Linked DNA regions of Zea mays: all the other regions are linked to region 1. The links are chromatin contacts, called in public Hi-C maps. All regions are on one chromosome and are shown on one strand. The core of a region is the stretch at or near the end of the contact, and the rest is flanking DNA. Distances in the headings are between cores, read along the strand shown.

The links. Hi-C and Micro-C count contacts between places; a contact is called where the count stands out from the background.
Region 2: a Hi-C map of leaf shows a contact between it and region 1, with 6 times the contacts expected there. The contact joins the promoter of LOC103626687 here to the promoter of LOC103626686 in region 1. A contact is called at or near these places in 6 of 25 Hi-C or Micro-C datasets (bundle sheath, ear, leaf and 1 more).
Region 3: a Hi-C map of ear shows a contact between it and region 1, with 3 times the contacts expected there. The contact joins the promoter of LOC100284053 here to the promoter of LOC103626686 in region 1. A contact is called at or near these places in 4 of 25 Hi-C or Micro-C datasets (ear, leaf and tassel).

What each region holds. Positions count from the first base shown.
Region 1 is chr5:90,315,930-90,320,635 of Zm-B73-REFERENCE-NAM-5.0, forward strand. It overlaps LOC103626686 (calcium-transporting ATPase 5, plasma membrane-type), which reads right to left and starts at 2,783. Exons shown (of 35, transcript XM_020538441.3): 1 at 2,568-2,783.
Region 2 is chr5:90,614,824-90,619,732 of Zm-B73-REFERENCE-NAM-5.0, forward strand. It overlaps LOC103626687 (OSJNBa0041A02.21-like protein), which reads left to right and starts at 3,584. Exons shown (of 2, transcript XM_008647083.4): 1 at 3,584-3,978; 2 at 4,828-4,909. The coding sequence starts at 3,882.
Region 3 is chr5:90,674,752-90,679,361 of Zm-B73-REFERENCE-NAM-5.0, forward strand. LOC100284053 reads left to right here and starts at 2,575. Exons shown (of 2, transcript NM_001156951.1): 1 at 2,575-3,007; 2 at 4,068-4,610. The coding sequence starts at 2,696.

The sequences.
Region 1 (4,706 bases), core at 1,533-4,032:
CATCCTCCTCTTTCCGTTGGACACTGTTGAAGCAATAGGCTACTTTGTTAATTTGTTTGTCCTAATAAAAACAAACTCGGCCCAACTCCAGCCCACAGAGCTTAGGCCGGCTAGTTGGTATAGGTCATATTACTATATTTCTCTGCTCTAAAAAGAATATTTCATCTTAGTCAGTAGTCACCGAAATGTTATACTATATTCAACGATTCTCCACGGTCACAACTACTCTATATATAACATATACCAACTATCATATATTATATCATATTTTTACCTCACTTTCCTATCTCCTATGCATATGCAACTGCATCGGTCCCATACTGGACCCACATCTGTCTTAGTTAGCGTAGGTGAGAGAGTGCGCTGGATTTGGGGTCGATGGAGTCGGAGAGAGAGAGAGAGAGTAGAGTAGGGTGTAAGGTAAATCAGTGCAGCCTCTACTTTACGGTAAAATTTTAGGGGAGCTTTTTCAGCTCCCCACTACAGACAGCCTTAGCTCGAATCATCATGTTGATTGGGGTACAGTTATGGACCAAACCTCATCAGCGGGTCTGAATTGAATCAGGCCTGATCTATCCTGCCCAACAAGGCAACAACCCTCAAAATGATCCCAAACAAAAATCCATCAAAACCATGTTCATGTCCCCAATCTCTATCTCTACTACCGTAATATAGTAGTTTCTCCCTTTGTACGTCGTTCGCCTCTCCCATGTGCACATGCGAAAAATAATTTCTCCTCATGCAACTGCGAAAATCCAAAAAATACGCTACCACTAGGGTTTAAACACAAGTCACAAGGAACAAACTACCGTCTCCTAACCACTGCACCACTTTGTTGGTTTGTGTTATATAAAAGATATGTACTATAAATATACACATTAATAATTTAAAATAAAAATCGTGTTGGACCGGGACAACATTACAGGCCGATAAGACAACCCAAGCATAGCACGAACCCACTTTAAATCATATTGAACCAGACTGTGGCACTATTAAATGAGTTGTGTCTTATGCTAGCCCGCGAGGCATAGCTTATTTGGTCATCTGTCCAATACCTCCTCCCTCATTGTTCCTGATCTTGCGAGCATAAAAAAGCGAGATAAAAAACTTCATCTTGTCTAACCCCACGCCTCATACTTCGTCATTCGCACTCAACTAGTCTATGAGTTTGTATCGTGTTTGAATAACTATCTCATTTTAAAATGTCTGCCGATATGATATATAGAAACCATAGCGATGCATGCGCAACTAACTAGTAGAGTAATATTATTGGTGATTATCAATATTAGTCACCAATACATCAACCCTAATAATGCTTACATGTGGGAACCTACATGTTGGTACCTTTTTCAACCCGTCTTCTCCATTTTTCTAGCCTTCTGCAACCTTCTCATCTACGACAGCCTCCTTCCTGGCCTCGTCACATCCACGTCGGCCCTAGCCCTAGCCTTGGGCACTGATTAGGTGGTTTTGGCCCCACGACGTGCCATGCCATCTTTGACTGTAGAGACCAGTCGATCACATCCTCGTGCCATTTGTCATGGTCTTTGATGAAGGAGGCCTCGAGAAGCACCCTCCACGCGTGTTTTTGCTCTTGCGATATTGAAGAGGAGGATGTTGGTGGTGTCCTTGCTCGTCAACGACTTCTGTTCTAAAACCATGTGACGAAACTGACGTCGCTTTCGAGATGTGCTCGTCGAAGTTGATGTGAACTAAACCTTACATAGGCAAGAAGTCGTAGTCGTTGTATGACCCGCTCTATTTAGTAGATATAACTCTCCATTTAATTGGGGAGAAGGGCATTTTTGGGGGAATAAAGAGGCTATTAGGGATCTGCTATAGTAAGAAAATAGTCATATGTCGCTTAATATAATAATTTTAGGGGGTTATGGAGTCTTAGATCGTCTCTAGTGGTATCCTCTATATTCGTCCATAATAATTTTTTAAAAAAGATTAAGTCCTTCATTTCTTGTTTATCTTTAATAATATTATCTATATCTTATCCATGAAAGACCTAAATTAAAGACGTATTTTTGCTTTAGATTTTTATAATTATGTATCTGTCGTACCCTAAAATATTTAAATATATTTTAGTTTTGTTTAATCTGTTATCTAAAATATAAAAATATATAGAATAGAGAAGATAATCTCTCTATATAACATAAAAGAGTGTCCACCATATTCAGACGACGTTTTAGAGAGTACAGTATTGTGGAATTCAGACTTACCGGAGCTGCTCGAGATGCTCTCAGTAGTCAGTCCTTGAGTATTTTGTCTACTTTTACTGTGAAACAGTCTGAACTCTGAAAGGCCAAGCTGACCCCAGTACTAGCCGGGTCGCTTTGTGATTGGATCTGCGGCGTCAGCTATGGATGCCTAATCCTCTAGGTCAAGCAAGAATCCCTGGTGCATAAAAGTGAACTACAGAGCGAAAGCAGAACTACTGAAAAGAAAAGCTAAGAAACGAATCAACCCTGGCCGGGTCACCGTCGTCGCTACGACGCTACCGGCGCCGACGCTGCTACTGGGTCTCGGCCACAGGCCGGGGAAGGAACACTTTTACATACCTCGCGGCGGCGACGGCGGCCGGATGGATCGAGAAGAAACGGCCCGATGCTAGCTGCTCTTCTCGCTCGTCGGAGTAGCACGCTAGTTTGCACGGGACGACGGCCGGACGTACAGCAGCTATAGTTTTATAGGCTCTGTGTTGTACTTATGCCGAGGAAGCTTTAGCTTGTTTTGCCTGAAGCCCTCTCGTGTGGATTTTTGGTTCGTGTGTGAGTGCTACTGGTCTCGCGTTGCTGTGGTTTTTATCCGGTTGGGGCTTTGATTAGATCTATTGTCGAACATTAATCAGTCATACCTTTTCATTTATATAAGACACCGTTTGTTTCGTTGGAATTGAATTCTATTTTAATAATTATAATTTAGACAAAACTAATTAAGTTTATATATTTATATATGTAATATATTTATATATTATTCTAAATCATACTAGAGATAGTGTTATATATTATATTTATGTTATAGCGAATCAAGTAGAAGAGTGTGTTATAAGTTGTGCATAGGAAAAACAACATGTAAATCTATAGAATCAATTTTCATCTCTCATCCCATAAATTTGAGATAAACTTATATGATAATTTTGGAAAGTGGTGGAATGTCAAATTCCAAAAAATAGTCTATTTCATTAGTAAGATTTTAATTCCTCAAAATGAAAGGAAACAAACAGGAGATAAGAGATTTGTATCCATTATAAGTCGATTCCATACAAATTCTGTTCATGCGTGTACCGTCCGATTATAGGACCGAACCGTGGACATGACATAAACTGTGCTCAACACAAATCAACTGAACGCGGATTTGGGTTTTTGATGGTGCTACATGAATATATGTCGATCTTACTACTGTGCGTGTCATGATGCTACAGCACCGGCGCACACATGCAACGGCATTCGTCTGCTTTACAGCCATTGGATTCCGATATGACATGCAGTGCAGGAATTCTGGAACTATGGAAGTTTCAAGTGAGTTGCCCGTTGTACTGGAACTTTGGTGCCTGTCGTTGCATGATGCACGCATGCATGGTCAGCATCGGTAACGAAGGTGTATGATAGGCTGATGGCTGTATACATGTTCAAACGGACAACACGGTAAGAACGAACTAGCTAGTCGTGTACGTGTTGTGCTGTTTGTCGTATTTAATATAAGGTCCTTTTAGAACTTATAGAGCTAATAATTACTCCCTCAATTTCCTATATTAAAGTCACGATTGTATATGCTAAGTTAAATGTTTTCAACTATAATCATTAATAAACAATATTCATAAATATTGACTTAATAAAAATGAAACTATTAAATTTATATTAAAACTGTTGGCGTGTCCAGTACAGCTGGTCAATATAGATCAGATTGGGTTTAACCCAACTATCGTCTCTTTAATCGGGCTCTTGATCGGGAGGGCCCACACTAACCTCGGTTGGAGCCCCCAGACATACGACGCTATAAATATAGGACTAAGTGATCGTAGGAAAAACTAACTCTAGTACCTCACCCCAAAACCCTAGTCTCTAGAGACCCCATCGCCTAGGCGTCGGAGTGACTGGAAACACTACAACCCACAACAGCTCAGATTTGATGCATGCTGGTTCTCGGCAGGGCAACGATATGAAGACGGCAACTGCGACAACTCTCTAACAACAACAAGAAAGGTGTGTTTCCCTATTCCTCTCAGTAGATCAGATCTACTCGTCATCGAGGTTTTCCTTTCAGTCACGGATTGGTATTCTAGGGACTTAGAAGTCGATCCTAAGCACCATAGAATCTAACAATGGTATCAGAGCCATTCTAAGACCCCTAGATCTCTTAATCCGCATCGGTTTTATGAGATCACAGAAAGGTCTCTGATCAATGTGATTTAACTCATTTTTAATCATGTTCATCACCCGAGAACAGACAGATTAGAACTAGAAAGAATAGATAGAGAGAATTTTAGATCTCTCAGGTTAGGGTTTAACCTAACCCTAAATCTAGGGTTTTGACCACTAGAATAGACACGAGGTCTCGGCCATGAACCCGTGATTCATTCACGGTCTAGGGTTAGGGTTTGAATACCTAAACCCAATTCAAAAAAATCAAGTCAGAGATCGTACTCAAGGACTTTGGATCTATGAATTCGTAGCCAAGAAATAAATAAAAAAGGGAAA
Region 2 (4,909 bases), core at 2,334-4,833, 300 kb after region 1:
CTGTCGCATTAACTCCACGGCAGGGCAGGCGACACCTTTGGCAGGCGAGGCGGGCGACGCTTCACCTCCGCCATAATGACCGCATCAAAAAAGGTGCGCCACATCGTTCAAATTCGTATCCTTTTCCTCTTCCCCTTTCTCTCTCTTGCTACAGGGACCGGGAAAGGGGATACTCCGAAAGGGACCCTTCTCTACGAAGGAAGCGGGCCCCGAGCCCTCCTACTGATCAGGGGGTTCGAAGGCTGGCCCCTCGGAAGGGTTCGACAACCGCCTCAGAGCACCCGGGCTCCGTGCCCACTACTGGTCAGAGGTTCGAAGGCTGGCCCCTTGGAAGGGTTCAACAGCCGCCTCAGGCCACTCGGGCTCCGCGCCCACTACTGATCAGGGGTTCGAAGGCTGGCCCCCCGAAGGGTTCGACAGCCGCCTTAGAACACGCAGAGTGAGGGATGACTCTGGGTACGTCCGATACATGGCCGAGGCTCGGGCTACGCTCCCGAGGTACCCTAGGACATTTCCGAGACCAGCAGGAGCGATTCAGTAACGAAATCCCATCAGAGGGAGGCATCAAGCCCTTGGACCCTATCAAACGGGACCGGGTCTGGCAAATCACCTGCAGGTACTTTTGGAGCGCGCCTCTGGGCCACTAGCCGACCCTTATCGAACGGGGCACGGGCGTCCACTCGGATCACCCGTCAGTAACTCATTGGAGACACCATGTTTGGCGCCCTGCGAGGGCAACATGGCGCTTTCCCCCCTCCTCCTTGCGGAAAGGCGACGAAGGGGCATATGAAAAAAACTGAGTTAGTCCTTGATCGTCCTCTCGCCCTGTGCGGAGGCTCGAGGGCTGCTCTCGCAAACCCGGCTCCGGCCAAACCATTGACAGCGTCAACATACCAGCCCGAGAACTCGGAACCTGACTATGCACCTGGGCAACGACCAGTTCGCATGAGGGAACACCAGACCGGCCGAGGCATCACGAAAGGCACTAAGACCTCGAAGGAGTCAAACCACTCCTCCGAGGCCTCGGGGGCTACACCCGGCGGGTGCGCTCGCGCACACCCACCGGAACAAAATGTAACCGAGAAAGGCCGGTCCCCTTGCAGAAAGTGCGACAAAGCCTCCAAGCGAGTACCAACACTCCCTTTGAGGCTCGGGGGCTACTGTCGGGGACCATAATTAGGGGTGCCCCCAAGGCTCCTAAACTCGGCTGGTAACCACCATCAGCACAAAGCTGCAAAGGCCTGATGGGCGCAATTCAGGTCAAGGCTCCGTCCACTCAAGGGACACGATCTCGCCTCGCCCGAGCCCAGCCTCGGGCAGGAACAGTAGACCAAGGCAGATTCACGCCTCGCCCGAGAGCATCCTCAAGTAACGGGCGCACCTTCGACTCGCCCAAGGCCCAGCTCGGGCAGGCTTCACAGTGAAGCAACCTTGGCCAGATCGTCGCGCCAACCGACCGCATCGCAGGAGCATTCAATGCAAGGATCGCCTGACACCTTATCCTGACGCGTGCTCCTCAGTCGACAAGGCCGAAGTGACCGCAGTCACTTCGCCCCTCCACTGACTGACCTGACAGGAAAACAGCGCCGCCTGCACTGCTTCGACTGCTGTGCCACCCGCCAGGGTGAGGCTGACAGCCGCCGAGTCCAACCTCAGGCGCCATAGGAAGCTCCGCCTCGCCCGACCCCAGGGCTCGGACTCCACCTCGACCTCAGAAGACGGTCTCCGCCTCGCCCGACCCTAGGGCTCGGACTCCACCTCGACCTCGGAAGATGGTCTCCGCCTCACCCGACCCCAGGCCTCGGACTCCACCTCGACCTCGAAAGACGGTCTCCGCCTCGCCCGACCCCAGGGCTCGGACTCAACCTCGACCTCGGAGGAGTCACCGCCTCGCCCGACCTCGGGCTCGGACCGACCACACCGCAAGGGGTACATCATTACCCTACCCCTAGCTAGCTCAGGATACGGGGAACAAGACCGGCGTCCCATCTGGCTCGCCCCGGTAAACAAGTAATGATGGCACCCCGCGTGCTCCATGACGATGGCAGTTCTCAGCCCCCTACGGAAGCAAGGAGACGTCAACAAGGATCCGACAGCCCCGACAGCTGTACTTCTACAGGGTTTGAGCACTCCTCCGACGGCCACGACATCACATGAACAGGGCAGCAACACCTCTCTGACAGCCACGTCGGCATGTACATAGGGCTCTGGCTCCTCTCTGCTAGACACGATAGCACATTGCTACACCCCCCATTGTACACCTGGGCCCTCTCCTTACATCTATAAAAGGAAGGTCCAGGGCCCTCGTACGGGAAGGTGGCCGCGCAGGAGAACGGGCTGACGGACAGTCTCTCTCTCTCCCTCGCGAATGCTTGTAACCCCCTACTGCAAGCGCATCCGCCCTGGGCGCAGGACAACACGAGTCGCGGTTTCCCCTTATTGTTCCCCCTTGTGTTCCGTCTCACGCCGACCCATCTGGGCTGGGACACGCAACGACAATTTACTCGTCAGTCCAGGGACCCCCCGGGGTCGAAACGCCGACAAAAAGCTATCTAAAAAGCTGAGCGTTTAGCAGTCCGCAGTAGCTTTTGGTGGACAGAAGCTGCCAGAAGCCGAAACAAACAAGGTCGTTGTCTCATACTCTCATCTGAACATCGCGTTCCTTGGGGGTGGAAGGTGACAACAAGCTGTCTCACTACAGCAGCACGGAAGGCACCTCGGCCGATGGCTACTGTAGCCGGTCCTCCAGTTTTGACTACCGCTGGTATCTCTGAACTAATAGAGCTAATGTTTATGTACAACAGGCGATTGGTATATGCTTGGTGAAATGATTGTTCAAATCAGATGGCGGGAAGTGGTCAACTCCTGATTTAGAGGCTGTTGAATGCACTGAAGCTAATAGTTAGATGACATATTTGTCACTATGTCAATGTTGCTTTGCCAATTTGGTTATCTCGCTATGTATGATGTGAATCATAGTAAATTAACCTCAAATGCATTTAATTAGCATAATAGAACTACCGGCTTTAATTATGATGTCCCTAAGATCGTTGATATGAAATTTTGAATGTTGACATCTAAGATGTTGCTGCTACATTTGTAGACTAAACTATTCTGCTACTACGAACCTGTCACTTTTATATATCCACGTATTTTGTTGTTTCTATTTTATTTAAAGCACGTTCTTTTAAATATGTAAATACATCGACAGATGACTCCCGCGCTAGACACGAGCAATTCACTAGTATTTATTATAAGATCATATGAGTGAATAATGAACTAATTAGATTTTACAGATTTATCTTACCGTTTAGTCCTACCTATATATAATTAGTTTTGTAATTAAACTATATTTAATACTATATTTAATGGATCAGCCGTCAGCGAGCCAGCGTGGCAGAGCAGTTTGACCGCGAGAGAGAGTTTGGTGTAGCCATACCTATTAATTTTTTTAAAAAAAATATTTTTAAAAAAAGTAAAAGTAAAGAAATCGCTACCGGCTGGTACACAAGTACAGTACAGAGAAGCGCGTGCGTGCCGTCAGCCGTGCGTGCGCGCGTATTTTGCGCGAAACGTAAAGGCGTCAGCGGCATTGATTAGGGAGCCGTGCGATCCTGTGATCCAGGATCTATTATATATAAAAATACACTTATATATAAACTCCACAATCCGATGCCCCCATAACATTGGCTGATTGGCATTAGCAGTCGGTGAGAAACAGGCAAGCAGCGCGAGAGGGCACGGCGGTGGTGGTTCTTGCGACAACATCAGGTCAGCCGTCGTTCGAAGCCACGGCGAGGCTAGGAGGCCGTGCCCGGCGGCCAGCGGAGCCGCCGCGCGGACCAGGCGGCGGGGCGCCCAGGGTCGCCGGGACACGCGCCATGGCGTGGTGGCGCGCGCGGGTCGTCGCGCCAGCGCGCCACGCCTGGCTCGCCGTCGTCGTCGCCGCGCGCGTGCGCGGCCGCAAGCGCCGCACTGGTAAGTAGCCTTTTTTTTTTCCCGCTCGCGCTCGGCCAACCCCTCCTCCGCTAGTTCTCGGCTGGCTCAGTTGGCTCGACGGACGGTGGCGCTTCTTGCTGGACGCGCATTCCTCGGCCGATCTGAGCTGATCCAACGGGCAAAGGCCAAAGGAGCAGGAGCGGCTCGTGATTCAGTTGTTTCGGCGCCTTGTGTAGTTATTTCCGTTCCCAATACTAGTATTTCGCTGAAGATTGTTCTGAATGTGACTGTCTTGGAGCACGGCGATTTCCAATGTTGCATAAACTCCCAGTACATGGTGTGATCTAGCTAGCTACCGTCTCAGCATCTTGATTCTCACAAGAATCTGATGAGCACCAAACAATGCAGCAGGAGTGGCCATGTAGGCTGATTTGGTGATAGGATCACGAAAAAGAAAAATCAAGATGACGGTGTCGACTTCATCTTATCATACTTTGAACTCAAACCAAACACACTATAAACCAACCTTCAGAGTATAGGAAACAGTGGCGGACACTACTACGCCACCTTGTACTCCTAGACACTTTGCTTTCAACGGGTTGTTTGGAGGACATACAACTCGGTCAGCTTTTGCCTTGGAGACCTGGTTTAGCCAATTGGTTTATACTGCCATATGGCATTCCCTCTCTCTTTTTTTAATCTTTTTATTTTTGTCAAAATCTGTCTACACTAGCATAAAACAGGGCATTTGGCATTCTCCTATACTGTCGTCGATCGGTAGGATCATTTTTCATTTTAAAAAAATCTTTCTTCCTGCACTAATGTCTTGCGAAACTGCGCCATACATTCGCGAATACTTGTCATCATGTTGGTTGCAATGCAATCCAGAGCGCGCAGGAATCGTGGACCTCCACAAGGACGTGCAGACCTGCGGGTACCACGACGTTCAGGTGATGTGGGGCATGCTGGG
Region 3 (4,610 bases), core at 1,325-3,824, 360 kb after region 1:
GGATTATTGTTTGACAAGAATCCAGTGAAGGAAATTGGTGTTATGGGATTTGTTGAGGGATTTCTTGATTCTGACTTTGTTGGTGATCTTGATAAGTGACGCTCCATATCTGGCTATGTATTTTCATTATGCGGTTCTGCAGTGAGTTAGAGGGCTTCACTTCAGCCTGTTACTGCTCTTTCCACTACTGAAGCAGAATATGTCTCAGCTACTAAAGGGGTTAAAGAAGCTATTTGGATGCAATATCTTATTTCTGAACTTGGTGTTCCTTAGGATGTCATTAAGGTTTATTGTGATAGTCATAGTGCTATTTGTCTGACCAAGAATGACATGTATCAATTCAAGACCAAGCATATTGATACCAAGTACCACTTCATTCACCAGGGTCTTGAGGCTGTTGTATGTCTCGGTTGGCTCCTCTCCCCTTTTCATGGCAAATCTCTCAAGTTCACCTTCCACCAATTCCATTTTGGTGATCATCATGACATCGTTTCCCTCATGAGAAATCTTGAGGGTGTCCTAAATTTGTTTGGCATTGTCCAAGCCCCTGACCTTGTTATATTCATCCCTGCATAGAGATGCCACCAAAACAGTAGTAGCTTGTGAATTTTTATGAATTTGTTCGTTAAATAATACAGGATTATCACTACTGTCAAATTGCATTCCATTTTCCATAATTTCCCAAATACTAGGATGGAGAGAAAATAAATGACTATGCATTTTATGGATCCTAAAGTAATAGTCTTCTCCATCAAAGTGAGAGGGTTTACCGAGTAGAATAGATAATAAATGAGCATTCGGATTATACGAGATGCGAGAATAATCAAAAGAATAGATTTGATTAACCGTTTTCTTTTTCGTGGATGAGATGTCGTCGTCATCCCTTGGTGAAGAAGATGAGGCATCACTATCGCAGTAGATGATCTTCTTGATATGCCTCTTCTTCTTCTCATCCTTCATCCTGTTGTTTGAGCCTAAGTCGGTGGGCTTGTTACCTTTTGGCTCACCAATGTAGAGGGCCTCCTTCTCCTTTTCCTTGTCATTGATCACGATCTCCTTTCCCTTAGGATCCATCTCTTCGGGCGGTTAGTCCCTTGATGAAGAGAACAGTTCTGATACCAATTGAGAGCACCTAGAGGGGGATGAATAGGTGATCCTATAAAAATAGCTCAACAAAACAAAACTTGGGCTAATATTGGATTAGTGAATGCTAAAGCCAAGTTCGAATGAGGAGTAAGAGCGGAGAACACTTCTTCACTTTAATTGCTCTTCACAAGGTGAGTATTAAACTTAGAGCAATTATGCAAGTGAAATGAGTGGATATAGAGAAAGAATCGCACAGGAGAAAAGACACTTGACATAACTATTTTTATCCCATGGTTCGGTCAAGTAATACTTGCCTACTCCACGTTGTGGCGTCCTAATGGATGAGGGTTGCACTCAACCCCTTTTAAGTGATCCAAAGATCAACTTGAATACAACGATTCTATTTATCTCAACAATATCCTGTTTGTGAGGAATCTCCACACTTTGGAGTCTCTCACGCCTTACACAAATGATCTCAAGTAAACACAAGAGTAAGGGGGAATAACAACACACACAAGAGCGAGAGTTGCAGCAACAACACGCACGCAAGACAAGAACGAGCACACGGAGTTACAGCTCAGAAAAGTACTCAAATCTCTAACACGATGAACCAAATGCGTGTATGCGTAGTCTCGACGTCTTAGAATGTTCAATGAGTGTGTACTGCTCCATGCGCCTAGGGGTTCCTTTTATAGCCCCAAGGTAGCTAGGAGCTGTTGGAGCTCTATTTGGAAGGCCATTGTTGCCTTCTGTCCGTGGGGTCCGGTGCACCATCGGACAGTGAACAGTGTGCGATTTCCTTCCTTTTCTGGCGAAGCCGGCCGTTGTAGCCACCAGTCCCCGTAGCACACCGGATAGTCCGGTGCGACCTGGTGACCGTTGGTAATGTCCACGTGTCGCCCGCTGACCGCGCGATTGACCGTTAGAGTGGGCGCGGCTGACACACCGGACAGTCCGATGCACACCGGATAGTTCGGTGGATTATAACCGTAGCTCCTCTAACTTTTTCCGAGAGCAACCAGTTCGCCGCGCACGCAGCTTGGGCACCAAACAGTCCGGTGTACCGCAGGCTCCATGACTAGGTTGTTTTTTAGAGTTTTCAGAGCAACAAAAGAGGTACTCCAAAAAATTATATTGCAGCTCCAAAAACTCCATAAAATTACAACTCTGGAGTTAGAGTGATTGTCATGCTCTGGATAGCTCCCCATTAGAGTTTTACTCTGGACACATGTCAAACACCCCCTAAATCTAGCCGAACAGAAGATCCATTGCAAGAAAAGGTCGCTTCAACCATGCTTGATTTATATCTACAAACTCACGAATTAGTCTTCAGGAGTACGGAATCCGCGCAAATTCGTGCGAGATCGAGGAAATTAAATCATTGAACAAAACTGGGCCGTGCGAGCAACGTATTTGGGCTGGCCCGGTGGAGGCCCGGTGCGAACAACCAATGCCTGAAAGCTGAATATCCCTGATCCCGAAGCCCTAGCCGCCATCTCTCTCTCTCTCTCTCTCTTCATCGCCGCAGTGCGCGCTCCTACAACCCATCGCTCACCACCACCTGCTCCTCCAGCGGCGGCGTCCAGGGTGAACCCGAATCCCCAACACCATGGCGGGGGGCAAGATCCAGAAGAAGCGCCACGGCGCGGCGGGAGGCGCCCGGCTGCAGGGCGGTATCCCGTTCGAGAAGTCCAAGGGGCAGCACATCCTGCGGAACCCGGCGCTGGTGGACTCCATCGTCGCCAAGGCCGGTCTCAAGCCCACCGACACCGTCCTGGAGATCGGGCCGGGCACAGGAAACCTCACCAAGCGCCTCCTCGAGGCTGGTGTCAAGGCCGTCGTCGCCGTCGAGCTCGACCCGCGCATGGTGCTCGAGCTCAACCGGCGGTTCCAGGGGCACCCGCTCTCCTCGCGCCTCAAGGTACCATCCTCTCCCAGAACCTAGTTACCTGGTTGTAGAATAAATTAATTGATTCCCTGAAGTTCGCTCTTCGATTGTTGTTTGCAAGTTTTTTCAAGATTTTTTTTTGTTTTCGATTTTGGTTAACTTGATGTCTTGTCGACTGCAAATGGAGCTCATTTGTAATGAGCTGAATGGTGTGGTGGAGCTGGAAAACTCAGGTTTAGAATCTTTATGTTTGAAGGAGTTGATTAATGGGACTTTCCTCTCCCCCGTTGTGATTCCTGTTATTGGTAGCACTGTTGTTGAACAGGCCATAATTTTAGGATCTTTGTTTGCTGGTACTGATGGTGAAGAGGCTGTAACTTTAGGACCTTAATTTGCGGTATACTACGTGAAGACATTTGGTTCACTGTCAACTACTTCTGAAGTGTTGTACATGTAACTTACAATGCATCATAGATAGCCTTCATGAGCTAAACTGGTGAACTAGTAAAACGTTCAGGATATTGACTTTAGTGCCTCATTTTTGGAGTTTTTAGGAGCTGATGAATGAGTAATTATGTCAGGATGTTCTATCCAGTGTACCATTGGCATTTGTGGTACATGTACATGAAGAGCGAGTGAGTTAGGTTTGTCAGAAATGAGTTCACCTTTTCATGAAGATGCCCTGATGTGCTTATTGTTGGCGATTTTTTAATTGGTGCTACTCATGCACGAGAAAGCAAATTGAATTGGGGTAAATCAAATCCTGTAATGAACTATCTATGGTGTATCTTGTCAGCTTTCGGTTAGGCACACCTATGTGAGAATTAATGATTTGCAGACAGTTAATTTTATGAATAATTCATTGGGGATAAGGAAATCAATTTTAAGTGCTATGGAAATGAAAACTAGCCTGATACAATGAAGTTTAAGATGGTCAAAGTAGATGGCAGTAGTGTAAATCCTTTGTTAGAACCAACTGGATTGTGAGTGCAAATTGAACAACATCAAGTAATTATATGTATTCTTTTGTCCTGTTTTGCTTTCCCTTCCATAGTAATATGAGCATAGAATAATAAGTTGCCTCATGATGCAGGTTATCCAAGGAGATGTCCTCAAATGTGATCTCCCATACTTTGATATTTGTGTGGCAAACATCCCGTACCAGATCTCATCTCCCCTTACTTTCAAGCTTCTGTCACACCGTCCAATCTTTAGGTGTGCTGTGATTATGTTTCAACGTGAATTTGCCATGAGACTTGTGGCACAACCGGGAGATAGCCTCTACTGTCGTCTCTCCGTGAATGTGCAGCTCCTGTCACGAGTGTCGCATCTCCTGAAGGTGGGGAGGAACAACTTTAGGCCTCCACCCAAAGTTGATTCATCAGTTGTGCGAATAGAGCCCAGGAAGCCCCTCCCTCCTGTCAGCTTCAAGGAGTGGGATGGGCTTGTGAGGATTTGTTTCAACCGGAAGAACAAGACCCTGGGCTCCCTCTTTAAACAGAAACGTGTTCTGGAATTGCTAGAGAAGAACTACAAGACTATGCAGTCTCTCCAAACTGTGCAAGATGCAGAAATGGGTGAGGAGAAGATGTCCGCAGACGATGTCGCGTTGCTGGCTAATATGGTTGAAGATATG